2 separate regions of the Pan troglodytes genome follow, and region 2 is linked to region 1. The links are chromatin contacts, called in public HiChIP or PLAC-seq maps. All regions are on one chromosome and are shown on one strand. Each heading gives the region's core, a stretch centred on a gene start, on an enhancer-like site or on the middle of the called end of the contact. The rest is flanking DNA. Distances are from core to core; before and after follow the strand shown. Region 1 holds the start of SIX1 (SIX homeobox 1). Region 2 holds the start of SLC38A6 (solute carrier family 38 member 6).

What was found. HiChIP or PLAC-seq counts read pairs in DNA pulled down with a chosen protein or histone mark.
Region 2: an H3K4me3 HiChIP or PLAC-seq map of stem cell-derived excitatory neurons shows a contact between it and region 1, with 4 times the contacts expected there. The contact joins the promoter of SLC38A6 here to the promoter of SIX1 in region 1. A contact is called at or near these places in 1 of 7 Hi-C or Micro-C datasets (stem cell-derived neural progenitor cells) and 1 of 1 datasets of contacts at active chromatin or transcription factors (stem cell-derived excitatory neurons).

Annotation. Positions count from the first base shown.
Region 1 is chr15:58,648,800-58,651,499 of NHGRI_mPanTro3-v2.0_pri, forward strand. SIX1 (SIX homeobox 1) reads right to left here and starts at 1,375. Exons shown (of 2, transcript XM_509988.8): 1 at 484-1,375. The coding sequence starts at 1,043.
Region 2 is chr15:58,980,121-58,982,820 of NHGRI_mPanTro3-v2.0_pri, forward strand. It overlaps SLC38A6 (solute carrier family 38 member 6), which reads left to right and starts at 1,425. Exons shown (of 17, transcript XM_054666633.2): 1 at 1,425-1,557; 2 at 2,683-2,700. The coding sequence starts at 1,453. TRMT5 (tRNA methyltransferase 5) reads right to left here and starts at 1,196. Exons shown (of 5, transcript NM_001279905.1): 1 at 999-1,196; 2 at 1-64.

The DNA of each region.
Region 1 (2,700 bases), core at 125-2,624:
GAGAGCTGTGGAGAACCGGGCAGGAGTGGGGGCAGAGCCAATGTCTCAGGCCAGCTTCACCCCTCTGGGGAGCAAGAGGAGAGAGGTTCGCGAACCTCAGCTCCCACCAAACCCCTTTCCTTGCGACACCAATCAACATTTCACTGCCCGTTGATTTAGAAACTCACTCTCCACCCACCACTCATAGCCGCGGCCAGCCAGGGAGGCATGAAGACCAAACCTAGCGCCAGTATTTCCCGACACTCACATCCCAGAGAAACCCACGCGCGGGTGCTCAAAGCAAATGAGGCCCCATCCTTAGCAAGGAACCTCAGAGTTCATGAACTTTCGCTGCAGCGCCGCGGAGGGCCTGCGCGCCGCCCCGTGGACGGGCTCCGGCCGGCGGGGAGGACTTGGTGGCTGGTGCCTGCGGGGGCGGGAGGGGGCGGAGGAGAAAGGACGGCTTCCTGGGGTCGCCCGAGTCGCGGGAAGCACGCCGCGTACCTTTCCTTGGCCTCCGCGGCCCGGTCTCTTTGCCTCCGGTTCTTAAACCAGTTGCTGACCTGGGTGGTGGTGAGGCCGGTGGCCTCGGCCAGCTCCCGCTTCTCACGCGGCGATGGGTAGGGATTGTGCGCGTACCACTCCCGCAGGACACCCCTCGACTTCTCCTTGAAGCAGTAGCTGGTCTCCTCGCCGTCCCAGATGGTGCGCGGCAGTGGAAATTTTCGGCGCACCCGATATTTGCCCACGGCGCCCAGGGGTCGGCCGCGCAGCTTCTCGGCCTCCACGTAATGCGCCTTCAGCCACAGTTGCTGCAGTTTGGGGTGGTTGTGAGGCGAGAACTGGTGGCTCTCCAGGATCTTGTAGAGCTCACGGAAGTTGCCGCGGTGGAAGGCGACCACCGCCTTGGCCTTGAGTACGCTCTCGTTCTTGTGCAGGTGGTCGCAGGCGGGCAGTGACCACAGGAACCTGCCCAGGCGCTCCAGGTTTCCGCCTTGCTGCAGAACCTCGCACACGCACGCCACTTGCTCCTGCGTAAAGCCAAACGACGGCAGCATCGACATGGCTGGGGCCTGCCGGGGCGCACGGCCCAGGCGCACGCGGCAGGGAGCAGAGCCGAGAGGCAGGGGGCGGCGGCCGCAGGGAGTGGGGCGCGGCTGTTCCTAACCTCCTCCTTAGGCTTTGCAAAGGCGAAAACCGGAGTCGGAACTTGGCGGTGGGCGGCCAAGGAAGAGAAGGCGGAGGAGTAGGGGACGTTCTGGACACGGAACGGCCGGCGCACTCAGTAGCCTTTAAGGCCTTGCTGCCTCCGACCTCCCGCCCGGTGGATGCTGCTAGTTGCCGGGGAACTTGGTTTCTGTTCTCCCCGCAGCGGCCTTAAAGCGCGCAGCGTCCCCGGCACGCTGATTGGCTGCCGGCGGCGCCTATCCGGGGCTGGCCAGCCAGCGCGCCGCCCGGCTGGGCAGAGAGGCCGCACCGCCCAGAGCGGGGAGGGCGAGGCTGCGGAGCTGGGGGTTGGGGGTGTTGCCGGGGCTGCGCGGGTAGGGAGTGGTGGGAGGAGAAGGAAGAGGAAAGGTGGGAAGCCAGTTGGGGTCTGAGGGAGCTGCGCTGCGGAGGTGTGGGGAGGTAGGGAGCGGGTGAGCGCGTCAGGACCCTGCAACGCGGGACCCGTCGCCAGTATCACCTAAGGGGAGTCGCGCACAACTCCGCACAAATCAATGACTCCAAACCTTAATTCCTCCCCTCTCCCTCCGTACTCTTGTCCTCATCCCTTGCAGACTTGCCCTCTCCCGGTGAGCTCATATTTAATTACTTTAATGTTGGAATGAATAAATAATGGATTGATGAATAGCTTATGGAACGCGATAAATAATTCAAGAGCAGACCAGGGTCCGCGCATGCAGCCTCTGGAAGAGTGGCTTCTCTTCGGGTTGGCTTCAGCTCGAGGAGTCCAACCCTATTTCCTCCTCCCTCCCCCCACCAACTCCCACTGTCCTCCCCCCACTGCTGCACACCACCCTCCAAAGGGCACAAGTACTCCCAGTCGGACAGCGTTTCCCTCGTTCACAAAAGACCTCCATGATTTGAGACCAGGCAGAGAGCTGTTTAGAGCATACTTGCTGAGCACCTAGAGACTCCGAGCGTTCATTTGTGATTTGGTATCTTAATGTTCTGCGATTGAAACCAGCAGGTTCCTGAAGCTTCTGGACTCAATTTCCCCATCTGTGCGGTTGTGTTTTGCAGTGCCACCTCTGCTACTGAGGAATGCCGCGAGGCTTTACTTGCTATTAGCAAAAATGCTTTGGGAACCTCGTACGAAAGGCGCTGGATGTGGTGTAAATTAAATAAAACTGTGCCCGGCTCCAATAACCGTCCGGTTGTAATATAATCCTTACCCTGCTCTGAGAGGGACACTGCCCTCAAAGCGAGAACGACAGCGGCTCCAAGAAGATTAAATAAAGAGGTGTGTGTGTGTGTGTGTGTGTGTGTGTGTGTGTGTGTTGCAATGCTGGCCTATTTTGCTGCCAGGGAATGAGAGATGCACTGCAATTTAAGTCCCATCATCTGCTGTTTTGTTTATGTGTGGAGAATGCTTAGTAAAACTGCACAAACAAATGAAGTTGTAATTATCTTAAGCCTCATTTGCACACCTAGTTCCAAAGCAATTATTAAAAAGATTTTGAAAACAATTAGCCTCTCTAAACAAAGATAATCTATTGT
Region 2 (2,700 bases), core at 175-2,674, 330 kb after region 1:
AGTTATGCTATGGCTTTCCAGTTTCAGAAATCTTCCTGAGAATCCAAATGGCCTCCATAAGATCCTTAAAAAAAAAAAAAAATTCACACACGACAGCTTTTGAGAATAAAAATCTAAATTCTACTATCTCAAATAACCTGCTAAATGCTGACAAATAAAACGTTTAGTGATGTGTGGGAAGTATACTATCTTTTCCAGACTAGGATGACTTTTTCAGGAAGTCGTATTAGTGGTAGATAATAGTGGTATATATTAAATTTACACCTTCAACCCACCTGCTCCCAGTTCAGAGGGCTTAGTGATCCATTAGCCATACTCAATGATCCTCTTCACCCACAATTTTCTAGATAATACATTTGGGATTGGAAGACTGAAGTATGAGTTAAATGGTCATCTGTAAATGAAATAGTCATTATACATGACCATTACTAGTGGTGATATTTATTAGGATAGTCTCATGGGTGCTTATTGTGTCAGATACTGCGCTAAATGCTTTATGTACATTATGAATCTTGGGAGGTGTGCAGTATTGCACCCTCATTTTGTAAATAAGTAAACTAAAGCTCAGACGTAAGGTAACCCACCCAAAGTCTCCCAGCTGATAAGTGGCTAGGCATGGATTAAAACCTAGTTTTGACTGACTTCGGTGCTTGTGTTCTTAATATATTGCTCTGTTGTTTGTTTTCGATGCTTTACTGCCACATGTCCTGCCTTTAACTAGAGGCTTCTGTATTTTGAGGACGAGAGCTTTGCTGATTGTTATATGCATAGTATCAGTTATTCACTGTCTTCTAAAATACCAAAGAATTTACTTGTAAGGGGAAAGGGCCCTGTCCCAGAATCCTGTAAAGCAACGAAGTCTAACTTCACCGTCAGAGATCAAATCGGGTCTAGCAGCTGACCAGCTGGGTGACCCTGGATAAATTACTATAAGTCTCGGTTTTCCCACCAGTAAAATGTGGCGAAAGGCTTTTGAAACATTCCTTACTATCCAGTACCTCGAAACTAAGTTCAGCACCTAGGCGGGTGGGTGACCTCGCGATGTTTCTGTGCCCATGCAGCACATGGCAGAGAGCAGCCCTGGGCGGGCTGGTACCTCCCCTGGACCATTAGCCCCTAACGCGGCCGCCACCTCACCAAAGCACCATTCCAATTCCCCACGTCGCTCTGCAGCTGGATCCGCGAGCCGACCCCTCACCTCCCGCTCCGGTACCGATCGGATGTGGGTCGCGGGTGGATGGGCGGGTCTTCTATGACATCATCACTGTTCGTCGCGAAGAGGGCGCGCGTCATCAGATCACGTCGACTCGCTCCTCTCCTTCCAGGCCCTGGTGAAGTACGGAAAGCCGGAAGGGCCGGGCTCAAAGCTCCGCCTCTGGCGCGACCGACGACTGGAGCGCAGGGCAAGGGTAGAGGCTCGTAGATGGACCTGGTAGTCAGCTGGAGAGCAGCATGGAGGCGTCCTGGGGGAGCTTCAACGCTGAGCGGGGCTGGTATGTCTCTGTCCAGCAGCCTGAAGAAGCGGAGGCCGAAGAGTTGAGTCCGTTGCTAAGCAACGTAAGTGAGCTGTGTTCGCTTCCCCGCGCTGACGCCCTCCGGCTTCCCTCAAGTGCCTGCCAAATAAGACCCAGAAAAGGAGGACCGCACCGGGACAGGGGAGATGCTGGAGCCTGAACCCTGGGGGATGGGGTCTGAAGGCAGCCGCCGAGATTCAGATGAGATTGGCGCAGTTATGAACGTGATAGCAGCCTAGCATACTCTAGAAAGAAAAGATGAAAAGCGTCGGGTGGAAGAGATGCAGCGTTGAGTGGAAGCTGCGAACATGATGGGATGAGCGGCCATAGGATTATGTACTCACTGCTGTTAGTTAGTATTTTTGTCACCTTATTTTCTCCACCAGTCTCGTGAGGTCTTTGCAAGAGTCACAGGATTTTCCTCTTCCGACTTAGTCATGGGGGGAGGGAGAGTAATAAACATTTTAATACAGAAATTCTTAGCGGTAGAATGGAAGTGGCTTGCTAGTAAGTGCATAGCACGTTCCTGACCCTAAAGCCTGTGCAGTGGGCACTCCGCTTTTTAACTCGAGTCCTAGACACTGTTCCCAGGACTTTGTTCCCAGTGCTGTTTGTGGGGAGGGGGATGTTTTCAGGGATACTGCCAGAACAACGTGAATTGCTGCTGTTTATAATACTGTCATTGCAAGGTATTCCTGACCATCCTTCCAGTTTGGTAGAACTAATTCATTAGATATATAAGTAGAGATTAGTTGTGCAGTCCTAGTAATTGAGGAGAAACAACTGCCCACAGCAGTCCCAGGTTGACTCAGCAATTCTTTAGTAATCACATGAGCTGAGGCCTTATCCCTCCTCTCTCTCCCCACTCCATTCCCATCCTATCTTCATCTCTTGCAGTCACAAGGTTAGTCATGGCCCTTCCTGAACTCTACCTGTCTTGTGTACTGGTGGAAATCATTTTCCTAAGAAACCCTAGATTCCTGGAGCTGCAGTAGTGGGAGGTGGGAAGGAAAGGAAAGGAAATTAGTGTTGGTTAAGCAACGAGTGTGTCATACAAAGCCTGGTGGTTTGCAGCTTTTTTCCATAATCTTTCATTTATGGAATTTCTTCACGAAATTTTAACTTCACCGTCCAAACATTTAACACTACTAAATTTGTGTGCTTACAGGAACTTCACAGACAGCGA